3 separate regions of the Sus scrofa genome follow, and all the other regions are linked to region 1. The links are chromatin contacts, called in public Hi-C and HiChIP or PLAC-seq maps. All regions are on one chromosome and are shown on one strand. Each heading gives the region's core, a stretch centred on a gene start, on an enhancer-like site or on the middle of the called end of the contact. The rest is flanking DNA. Distances are from core to core; before and after follow the strand shown. Region 1 holds the start of TSEN54 (tRNA-splicing endonuclease subunit Sen54). Region 2 holds the start of LOC100521680 (histone H3.3). Region 3 holds the start of MRPS7 (28S ribosomal protein S7, mitochondrial).

The links. A called contact is a pair of places that touch in the nucleus more often than the background predicts. HiChIP or PLAC-seq counts read pairs in DNA pulled down with a chosen protein or histone mark.
Region 2: a Hi-C map of liver shows a contact between it and region 1, with 4 times the contacts expected there. The contact joins the promoter of LOC100521680 here to the promoter of TSEN54 in region 1. A contact is called at or near these places in 2 of 47 Hi-C or Micro-C datasets (heart right ventricle and liver).
Region 3: an H3K27ac HiChIP or PLAC-seq map of skeletal muscle shows a contact between it and region 1. The contact joins the promoter of MRPS7 here to the promoter of TSEN54 in region 1. A contact is called at or near these places in 3 of 5 promoter capture datasets (fetal liver and liver), 4 of 47 Hi-C or Micro-C datasets (blood, embryonic fibroblasts, epiblast stem cells and 1 more) and 2 of 2 datasets of contacts at active chromatin or transcription factors (alveolar macrophages and skeletal muscle).

What each region holds. Positions count from the first base shown.
Region 1 is chr12:5,853,987-5,857,360 of Sscrofa11.1, reverse strand. It overlaps TSEN54 (tRNA-splicing endonuclease subunit Sen54), which reads left to right and starts at 1,570. Exons shown (of 12, transcript XM_021066651.1): 1 at 1,570-1,658; 2 at 1,778-2,400; 3 at 2,737-2,901; 4 at 2,999-3,062; 5 at 3,147-3,230. The coding sequence starts at 3,165. It overlaps CASKIN2 (caskin-2), which reads right to left and starts at 1,487. Exons shown (of 20, transcript XM_021066645.1): 1 at 1,261-1,487; 2 at 1-117.
Region 2 is chr12:5,630,817-5,634,190 of Sscrofa11.1, reverse strand. It overlaps LOC100521680 (histone H3.3), which reads right to left and starts at 1,865. Exons shown (of 4, transcript XM_003131194.4): 1 at 1,716-1,865; 2 at 1,108-1,245; 3 at 834-987; 4 at 1-746. The coding sequence starts at 1,235. The coding sequence ends at 618.
Region 3 is chr12:6,053,988-6,057,361 of Sscrofa11.1, reverse strand. MRPS7 (28S ribosomal protein S7, mitochondrial) reads left to right here and starts at 1,693. Exons shown (of 5, transcript XM_003131206.5): 1 at 1,693-2,029; 2 at 2,545-2,736; 3 at 2,852-2,915; 4 at 3,290-3,374. The coding sequence starts at 1,947. GGA3 (ADP-ribosylation factor-binding protein GGA3) reads right to left here. Exons shown (of 18, transcript XM_021066652.1): 2 at 1,595-3,299. The coding sequence starts at 1,634.

The DNA.
Region 1 (3,374 bases), core at 321-2,820:
CACCCAGAGGGCAGCCTGCATTCCCTCGGGCCTTGGGCAGCGGCGGCAGCAGCGGCGGCGGTGGACAGGTGTCAGGGGTCTGGAAAAGGTGTGGTCCGCTGAAGGCTGGGCCAGAGCCTGAAAGGGTCCCAGAAGCAGGGCTCAGAGAAAGAACCGGACAGGGCCTCCAGGGACCCCCCAAATCATCCTGGCTGCCCTTGTGAGTCAAGGGAGGGGCTGAGCCACTCAAAGAGGGGAGGGAGCCACCACGCCTGAGAGCAGCACTTGGTGGGGGGAAGGGGTCCTGGGAGGGGGAGGTTGAGTCACTGAGGCCCCAGGGCACCTGGCAGCACCTCAACCTGGGGCAGGAGGGGCCCTGGCAGCACGACACATTGGGGTAGGCGGGGCCAGCAGCCTGTTCTCCACAGCCCCGGGCACTGACACCCACAGACAACTGGTGGGCCAGAAGGTGGGGCCTGGCAGAAGGTCAGGCGCAGGCAGCCCGGCCCGTGGTCACTCCCTGTGGAAGGCGCCTGCCCCCAGACCCCTCCCTCTCTAAGCTTTGCTGTAATAGCTGGATGCCCTTGCCCCAGGGCTCTTCATGAATCTAGAGGGTGGAGTGGGAGCTACGGCTCTCCATCTCTGGCCGAGGGTCTGCCTGCAGGACAGGGAGGCTTTCCGGCACCTGTTGCTGACCCTTGCGCGGGATGGGGAAGCAGCTGGGCAGAGAACAGAGATAAGAGCTGGGGCACCGCTGGTAAATGAGGCTGCCTGGCCCCCCCCAAGCCTGAATCTGTGGCCCAGAGCCCCGACTTCACTTTAGAAAAGCTTACGTCAGTTCCTCAGTGGCCATGAATTTGCTGCCCAAGTCCTGTGGCATGAGCCCCGTGCAGGCCTGGGGCCCTAGCTGGGGTCGCCCTTCCTCCCAAAATGTCCCAAGCCCAACCCAGAGGGCACTCCAGCTCAAGGCCCGAGGCCGACATTGGGGGAGGGCGCCCCTGGCAGTGCCTGGGGTCGGGCTGGCTCCCCCGCCCCCCGGAATGCCAGTCCAGCGCCGCGCAACCCCCCCAACCCAGCCCAGCTCCAGCCGACCGGGGAACAAAGCGGCGGGAGGGACCGGGAGGGCCAAGTGCCGGAGGGATTGATGCGGGAGGACGGGATAGGGGCGCGAAAAGGACAGAAGGAGCCGACAGATGTAGGCGCCCGCCGATCCCGCAGGAAAAGTTAGTTTGTACCCGCCCTCAAGGGTGCTGACCCCCAGCTCAGACCCCGCCGTCTCACCTCTCCAGCCGCCCCGCTGGGGGTCCGGCTGGTCCCGCTCGGTCCCTGGCACTCCGGACGGCGGCTCCCACTGCCCCCCTTACCCCTTTTCTCCTTCTTCTCCTCCTTTTCCAAGGCCGGCTCGGCGCCTCCCGCAGGAAATCCCGCCCCTCCCCCTTCCCTCCCGCCGGATCGGGAGCGGAGGGATCGTCCCGGCCGCGCAGTCGGGCTGTCAGTCAGTGCCTGGGGCCCCGCCCCGAGCCGCCCAGGCCCCGCCCCCATCACTCGGGTCCGGACCTTGGACACTGCCTCGCTCAGCGCATGCGCCCAGGTGAAGCGGCGGGGGTGGGGACGAGAGTACGCTGCGTCCCGGCTGTTGGAGCAGGGGCGATCTGGGGCTCTAGGGTTCAGACTGAAGGGTGAGGTGCCCTGTTTGTGACGGGCGGGAGGGAAGACATGATGCGAAGGGGTCTGGGAACCGAGACCCAGGAATCTCACTTGGGAAATCCCCCTTCCCTTTTGCCCCTCGCCCCTCCAGGGACCGCCGCGGCGACCTCTGCCCGCGAGGCCAGAATAGCAGACCAACAACCGCTGGTTGGAGCAATGGTGCCACCTAGCGGCCCGTGTCGGAGCGGCCCGTGGTGGCGGCGGCGGGGACCCCAGCTTCGAGGAGGTGCCTATGACCATCTATGGTGGCGCTTCAGCACCATCGTGGGTCGGACAGCGGCCTCCCGCCCCCGGCCCTGAAAACATAGTTTCCGAGCCCTTAGGAAGAGACCCAACGGAAGACCCTGAAGGAACACCGAACCTCCCTAGATCGCATCTGACAGCCCTCGGCGGCCTCCAGTTTGTGAAGCTGGAATTCGGGAACCTAGCACTCGCCCATCTCTACACCCCTCTTCTTCCCTCCCTGTCCCAATGGGTGATGGGGACTAAGCAGCTCAGGGCTGCGGAGGGGAAGATCATGAATTTGACTCTTCATAGCACACTTTCAAACGTCAGGCTCCGCAAGTTTTACTAGAGAGGAGCCCAGAGGAGGGCTGGGGATCGGAGAGATGGTCCTAACAAATCCAGAAACCTGCAAGCTCTCCGCCTCCGGAATCGAGCCCCATGTCTGTTGGCAGGCGCTAGGACCCAGGACACCAGGAAGGTGGAAAGCAGGTGGGTTGATCTGGAGCGCGGAGGAGCAGAGGTCGGATTGGCGGGCGCTAGGGCCGCGCGGAGTTCCGGCGGTGGGCGGGGCATGGGCGGCGCGCGCGCGCGCGCGCGCAGCTGCAGACGGCGGCCCGATGGAGCCCGAACCTGGGTCCGCCGAGGTGGAGGTTCCTCCCGGGCGCGTGCTCAGGTGCGGCGCGGCGCGGCCCGGCCCGGGGGAGGCGCCGGGACCGCAGGGTGGGCGCAGGGAAGGAGATGGGCACCCAGGACGGGGATCCCGGCCAGGGCCGAGCGGTCCCGACTGCGTGGCGCTAACCCCGCGTCCCTTCTTGCTTTCCCCAGTGTGCCGGAGCTCTTCGCCGCCCGCTCGCGGCCCCAGAAGCTGCCCCAGCGCTCGCATGGCCCCAAGGACTTCCTTCCCGACGGCTCGGCGGCCCAGGCTGAGCGGCTGCGCTTGTGCCGCGAGGAGCTCTGGCAGCTGCTGGCGGAGGAGCGCGTGGAGCGCCTGTGAGGGGGGCGGGCCGGGCCGGGGGCGGAGCCGGGCGGACGGACCGGGTCGACTAAGCCCGCAGATTGAGACGGCCCCCTCCCCACTCCTTGCCAGGGGCAGTTTGGTGGCCGCCGAGTGGAGACCGGAAGAAGGCTTCGTGGAGCTGAAGTCTCCTGCGGTGAGCCGTGGGCCTTTGAGACAGGGAGCCCGCCCTCCCTGCCCTCCCGGCTCCTTTGTGACATTTGCTCTGGGTCCCACGCAGGGTAAATTCTGGCAGACTATGGGCTTCTCAGAGCAGGGACGGCAGCGGCTTCACCCAGAAGAGGCCTTGTATCTGCTGGAGTGTGTGAGTGGGGCCCTGGGAGCGCGGCAAAGGGCTCGGGACCAAGGAACGGGAAGGCCATGTTTTTATTGGAAGAAAAGTATATCATCTGAGCATTCTGGGAGCTTGTAACCTGATTTCCAGAGCAGGAGACAAGAGTACCACGCG
Region 2 (3,374 bases), core at 616-3,115, 220 kb after region 1:
ACAATCTTAATGACAAGACTCCCCACCAAAGGTGAATGTAAAACATTTAATTTAAAAATGTTGACACTACAATATATAAAATAGCTATTATAAATGCACATAGTGTATTCTATAGCTGCCAGGTTTACTTCTTTTTTTTCTTTTTCTTTTTTTTTAAGGAAACTGTAAGTTACACTGTGGTTAAGACTTGTATCTTCACCCTTGAAAAAGCCCACATTCTATCACAGTGATGTATGGTCAGACTTAACAGCCCCAATTGTTAAACACTTGGATCAAGTCATAACCAGTTTTATTGCAAAAGGACCCTGTACACATTTATCAATTCTAGTACCTTAATAGCTACCCAACAAGTCATTAACATACAGAAACATGCATCATGAGAAGCAAGAAATATCACCCATCCCTTCTGCATATTAGCAACTTGTCACTCCTGAGCAACAGTGCTCACATCACTGAGGTCTGTGAACAGTCACTTTTCGCATTCATCCTGAGTGAAAGATGGAATGACTTAAGTACAAATGCAACATATTATAAACAATTTCTTACAAAAAAAGTCACAAATTAAACCAAAGTATTTTACAGAATTTACTACAAAACACCATAAAAACTGCCTTCACTTAAGCTCTCTCTCCCCGTATCCGGCGAGCCAACTGGATGTCTTTGGGCATGATGGTGACTCTCTTAGCGTGGATGGCACACAGATTGGTATCTTCAAATAAACCCACCAGGTACGCTTCACTAGCCTCCTGTTGAGGACAAGAGCCACACATTAAACTCCCTCCAAGGACCACCGCACACAAGCCAGCCCTCCGCCCCTGCCACCGCCGTCTCACCTGAAGCGCACCAATGGCGGCGCTCTGGAACCTCAAGTCAGTTTTGAAATCCTGGGCGATCTCCCTCACCAACCTCTGGAAGGGCAGCTTCCGGATCAGAAGCTCCGTGGACTTTTGGTAACGACGGATTTCTCGAAGCGCGACGGTCCCGGGCCTGGAGCGAGCAGGAAGGGCGTAAAGGGACACCAGTTAAGTGACAGGACCGAGCAAGCAGCCAGAGGGTCCAACTCGCGGCGCGCCCGCCGAGTCATTGTCTCCCTGCCGCGCTGCCTACCTGTAGCGATGAGGTTTTTTCACCCCGCCGGTAGAGGGAGCGCTTTTCCTGGCAGCTTTAGTGGCCAGCTGTTTGCGGGGCGCTTTCCCACCCGTGGACTTACGAGCAGTCTGCTTGGTTCGGGCCATTTTCTTTTACCTGCAGGAGACACCCGTGACTCGGGGGCCGCGACGCTCGCCTCCCGGGGTGAGACGGCGAGCGTGCAGAGGGCGGGACGCCCGGCGCGCCTGCCCTCCCGCCTCCCTGCGCCCCACGGCGGGCGGCAGATGGCCGAGGGCCGCCGCCTCCACCCCCCCTCCCCTAATGACTCAGGCGGCGAGTAGCAGCAGCCTCCCCTGGGAGGGGGGGCGCGGGGAGGAGTCACTTCCCCTCCTCGACGGGCGGAGGCCCAGCTGCCGGGAACCCGGAGTCGGGACCTCTGAATCACCAGCGGGAAAGAGGCGGAGACGCGGTTCCGGAGCGAAGCCCCAAGGGAAAACCACCCGACCCCAGAGTCGCCAGCAGCAGTCAGAGCAGCCCGCACCAGCCGGCACTCAGCTCCCAACGGTCGTGGCCCGCGGCATCAACGGCCGGCAGGGCCTCAAGCCGCAGGCAAAGCCGAGACTTACCCAACAGCGAAGTCTGAGGCCGCTTCCCCCACCGCCGTGCCGCTCCCGCCGCCCAATGAAGAGCCGCAGTCGCCGAACCAAAGCAAGAAGCAACTCCAACGAACGACCAAACCGCTCTGCGCTCCAGGCCCCCCCTAAGCCTCCGCTTTTATACCCACGCTTCACGCTGCGTCTCTGCGTCATAGGACCCTAATTTGCATACACCAACGACTTTTCCTATTGGCTGACACTTTCGCCGACGCGCTGACATCCCCCGACACAAAGGCCGTGCTTCGGCCCCGTTTCCTGATTGGCGGATGTCTAGGCCACTGATTGGCTGTTAAAGTGGCCTAACGATTGGGTGAATGCAAAGAGGAATGGACGAATCAGAGGTTGGCACTAAGCGGCTCTTCTGATTGGATAAAATGGAGCTATGTTTGGATCCTTCCCTTGGTTCCAAAGCTCTACAATAGAAAGTCAATGCAAATGAATTGTACTGGTCTCTATCAGGACTTAAGAGTCGGGATGGGATAGCTTATTTGCATCAAGCTAATACAATGCAGGAGGAGACGTTACTTTAACGAAAAATTTGTAAACTACCTTCCAATGTAAACTAAAATGTGTTCCCTGTGATTATTTACTTTTCACTAACATTGTGATAGTTAGGTACGTAGTTTAAATAAGAATTAGAAATCAGTAAATTATGTTATCTTACAAGTATTTTATGTATCAGGTATATACATTTTAACTAAAAAGCAGTTCTTTCGTTCGATGGGGTGGGGATGAGTAAATAATAGATACAAAGAAACAAATGCCAGGAGTTCCCGTCGTGGCGCAGTGGTTAACGAATCCGACTAGGAACCATGAGGTTGCGGGTTCGGTCCCTGTCCTTGCTCAGTGGGTTAACGATCCGGCGTTGCCGTGAGCTGTGGTGTAGGTTGCAGACGCGGCTCGGATCCCGCGTTGCTGTGGCTCTGGCGTAGGCCGGTGGCTTCAGCTCCGATTCAACCCCTAGCCTGGGAACCTCCATATGCCGCGGGAGCGGCCTAAGAAACAGCAACAACAACAACAACAACAAAAGACAAAAAAGACCAAAAAAAAAAAAAAAAAAAAAAAAAAAAAAAAAAAGAAACAAATGCCAAGTGATTTTTATAAGTTCTTAGACCATCACAAAATACGTTGTGATTTCAATATACAAGAAGTAACCTTGTGACTTCAATATACAAGAAGTAACCTACTAAGCAACATATTTTTAAAATTATGTAATTCACCTGAACAAAATGACCACAGCAAGAAAGAGAATACTCAGTTCTAAAACAACATTTGCATGTCCATAAAGGCAATTAAATAAGTGCCCTTGTATTTAATAATATATCCTGGAAAGTATTACTTCTGAAGAAACATGACAAATGTATAAAAGTGGTAATACCTACCTTTGCCTAAATGTCTTGGATGGATTTTAATATTTAGGCCTACAGACGTCTCAGTTTATAAAATATCAAAGAAGGCTTAAGGTTAAGACCAGCCAAATAAAGCTCGGAAAATTGAAATAGAGCTTTGGACATTCTACCCTGCAGTTCTTACTCTGGGCTCACTGAATATTTTAAGTTATTGAAATAAAAAAAAAAAACAGCAAAACCAGGTACATGCAGATTTCAACTTAGAGACTTACTGTACATG
Region 3 (3,374 bases), core at 444-2,943, 200 kb before region 1:
CCCCAAATATCACTCTAAGAATCAGGAAAGGGTCAAAAGCCAGTCTCAGCTCTACAGATACCCTCCCCTACCCCCTCATCATTTCTACTCTTCCTCAGAAACAGATTTATGTCTCTTCTTTCCAACTATAACTCTAAACCTAGCCTATGAAACTCAGCTCAGGTCATTTAAATTACTCCAATGTCCTCATTAATATCTGTGAATGGAACCAATTCCAATGTGCTTATTATCTGGTTGGGTGGCTCTGGGCAAGTGAATTGACTAGAGTCAGGGTGTCCTCTTTTTGTGACACTGTGATAGTACCTGCTTGCTAGGATACTTGACAAATGAATTAAATGAATGTCTTTGGAGCACTCTTAGCTCCTTGGAGAACAGTTCCATATATACCGAAGACTTTGTGACCTCCCTGCAACTGCAGATTTCGCTCATGTAACCTAAGTTCAATCACCTGAACAGGGTTTTATTAAGTAAAGGCAGGCAAGGAGCTCCCGCTCTGGCACAATGGCATCAGTGGTGTCTTGGGAGCGGTGGGACACCGGTTGGATCCCCAGCACAGTGGGTTAAGGAACCGGTGTTGCCGCAGCTGTGGCTCTTGGCTGTGGCTCGTATCTGATCCCTGGCCTGGGATCCCCATGTGCCGCGGGTCGGCCAAAAAGAAAAAAAGAAAAGTCAGGCAATTGGAGGAAAGAGCCATCACCTCCAAGAGCCTGGAGGCTCTAGTAAATAACAGATCTCCGCACAAGGCACTGTCTAAGCATCTAGCCTGCTGCCTTATCACCCTGTTCAATTTGTCTTCACTGAAAGAGACCTCCAGGTGCCTCCTCTAACCCACAGATAAAATAATATTAACCCTTGAGCCAAATACTACCTGCTAGAGTTAAACCGTTATTTCTTTAACAGCAATATGCATTAGCAATCATAGCAATAGGCCGCTATAATTACAGCATCAGGCAGCGCCTCTCAGGTTTGCTCAGTATAGGTTATCAACGAAGGACTCCTTAAGATATGCAGGGCGGGGGTGGGGAACACAGCTTTCACCATATTTTGGTCACTGCAGGAAAAAGGTAAAGCCCTGTTTTCTCTCTCACTTTAGATTCTCACTTCAAACATTCAGCCTGCGCGAGGAGGTCACTTCTCCTCGAATACAGGTTCACAATTCTGAAGCTATGCTTGCTCATCGGCACCGCCGCTTCCGAAGCTTCAGCCCAAATCCGGAGCTTTTCCCTTGGTCAGGAAGGCGCAGGGGTTCCCAGAGTCAAAAGCCGCGCGCGTCCCCACCACAGCTGCCCCAAAGCGCCGGATGCCTGTCAGCCCGAAGCACTTGGCTGTAGCTTTCTCGAAGCCCAGGAGGCCCGGACCGGACCCGAGCTCACGCCGCGGCGCGCGGAAGCGGGAGCAGGCGCCGCAGCACAGGGTGCAGGAGCCCGGGCGTCCTGACGGGGAAGGGGCGTGATCGCGAGACGCTCCCAGAGCAGGCGATGCCTGCCGCAGCTGCCATGCAGCGCCACCGCGGGGCCCGGGGAAGGGGCAGAAGGGTGTGGAGAGGGGCGGCTCGGCGGCTTGAGGGCAGGCACAAGCGACCGGGGCTACTCACTCAGCCAGGACTCCAGGCTCTCCCCTTCCGCCTCCGCCATATTGCAGCCGCCCGGGCCGGCCCCGCGGCCTCAAACCTCGCGAGAACCTGCAAGAGCTGAGCTGGGGCGGGGCCTGCATAGGGCCCTGAGAAGAGAGAGCGCCGCCACCGAGGGTTGCGCCAGGCTGCGGCGAATAATGGGAGCGCGAATGTTTCCTTTTGACTCTTCACCTTAGACCCCGGTGTGAGAGACTCTTAAGGCCCCCATAGGGTGAAGCCCAGGTTTAGGAGCCTGTGCAGCCTTTCCCGGACTTCTGTCACCAGCTCAGGCGCACCGAGGGCAGTCTCTGTGGGGTCCTCGTGGCCAGCCAAGATGGCTGCCCCCGCGGTGAAGGCTGCGCGAGGGTGGTCGTGCTCGGCCTTGGGCGTGCGGATTGCCGTCCTCCGGTTTCCAGGGTGAGAGGGCAGCCTGTAGCTGGGAGGCCGTTTGGGTCTTCACGGAGAGACCTGCTGGAAAGGAAGAGGGGCCGTAGACAGGCCGCGCGGGAACCAGGGGGCTGGGATGTCCGGCTCCATGGCTCTTTAACCAGCAGGGTGATTTTGGGTCAGTCTGAAGACATAGTGACTTCCCGCCCGCTCGAGGGGTTCTAACTTAGCGCCGAAAGTGCGATCCTGTTAAAGAACGCAGAGCTGGGATTTTCTTTGTTGGAAGGGAGGGGGAGAGATGCATAGGCGGGGCGCCTATCCCGAGTTTCAGGCCCGTCCTTACCGTTGGCACTTCCTGGCCTGTTTGGGGGAAAGTTCTCCTCCTGCTTGGGACGGGAACCAGAATTATCGGGGTTCACCTTTGGCTAGCGGTCTCCGCGCCGCTCTCACTCGTCGGCGGATTGGCACCCTTGCCTATTGTTAAGTCAAGCTATTTCACTTGTGGAGTCAGCTTTTGCCCTCCTCTTCCTCTTCCCCGCCTCCAGGCTAACCCAGGTGAGGTGGAGCCGCTATGGTCCTGAATACAAGGATCCCCAGATTGACAAGGAATATTACCGCAAGCCGTTGGCGGAGCAGACGGAGGAGGAGAAGTATGAGCGGGATTTCAAGAAGACGCAACTTATCAAAGCCGCCCCCGCGACCAAAACAAGTTCTGTGTTTGAAGACCCGGTGATCAGGTTAGAAGGAAACAAAGTTTTTTTCCAAGGACCGGGACTTTACCAGGGAGGGTCTATAGTAAGGATTCCCTGACACGGCCTTGAGAGGCTAAACATGTTGCTTTTCTCCTTGAAGTAAATTCACCAACATGATGATGAAAGGAGGAAACAAAGTACTGGCCAGATCCCTCATGACACAGGTAAACAGTCCCTCTGCTTTTCCCCGTAGCTTTGTACTTGGCTCTTTCGTTTTAGCATGAAAAAAAAACGGATTCTGTAGCTGTCGTTGAAATTAACTTCCCTGTATGCATGTGTGGGAGTGGGGCTTTAATGAAGTCCTGCAGGAGTCAACAGCTACCATTCCTCATCCCCATATCCCAAATCTTAGCCCACTCTTTCTTTCCTGGTCCAGGGAAGAGGGAGACACTGAAGATCCTGGTTTCAGCAGTGCGGAGGGAGGAGCTGCACAGTTAGAGAACAACAGTGTGACGGGAGTAAAGGGCAAGATCCTAGCTCAGCTGGGAAGACCCTTTAGGGAGCCCGGGGCAGCCTCTTCCGTCGTCTCTCATTGCAGACACTGGAAGCTGTGAAGAGAAAGCAGTTTGCCAAGTACCACGCTGCCTCTGCTGAGGAACAAGCAACCATCGAACGCAACCCTT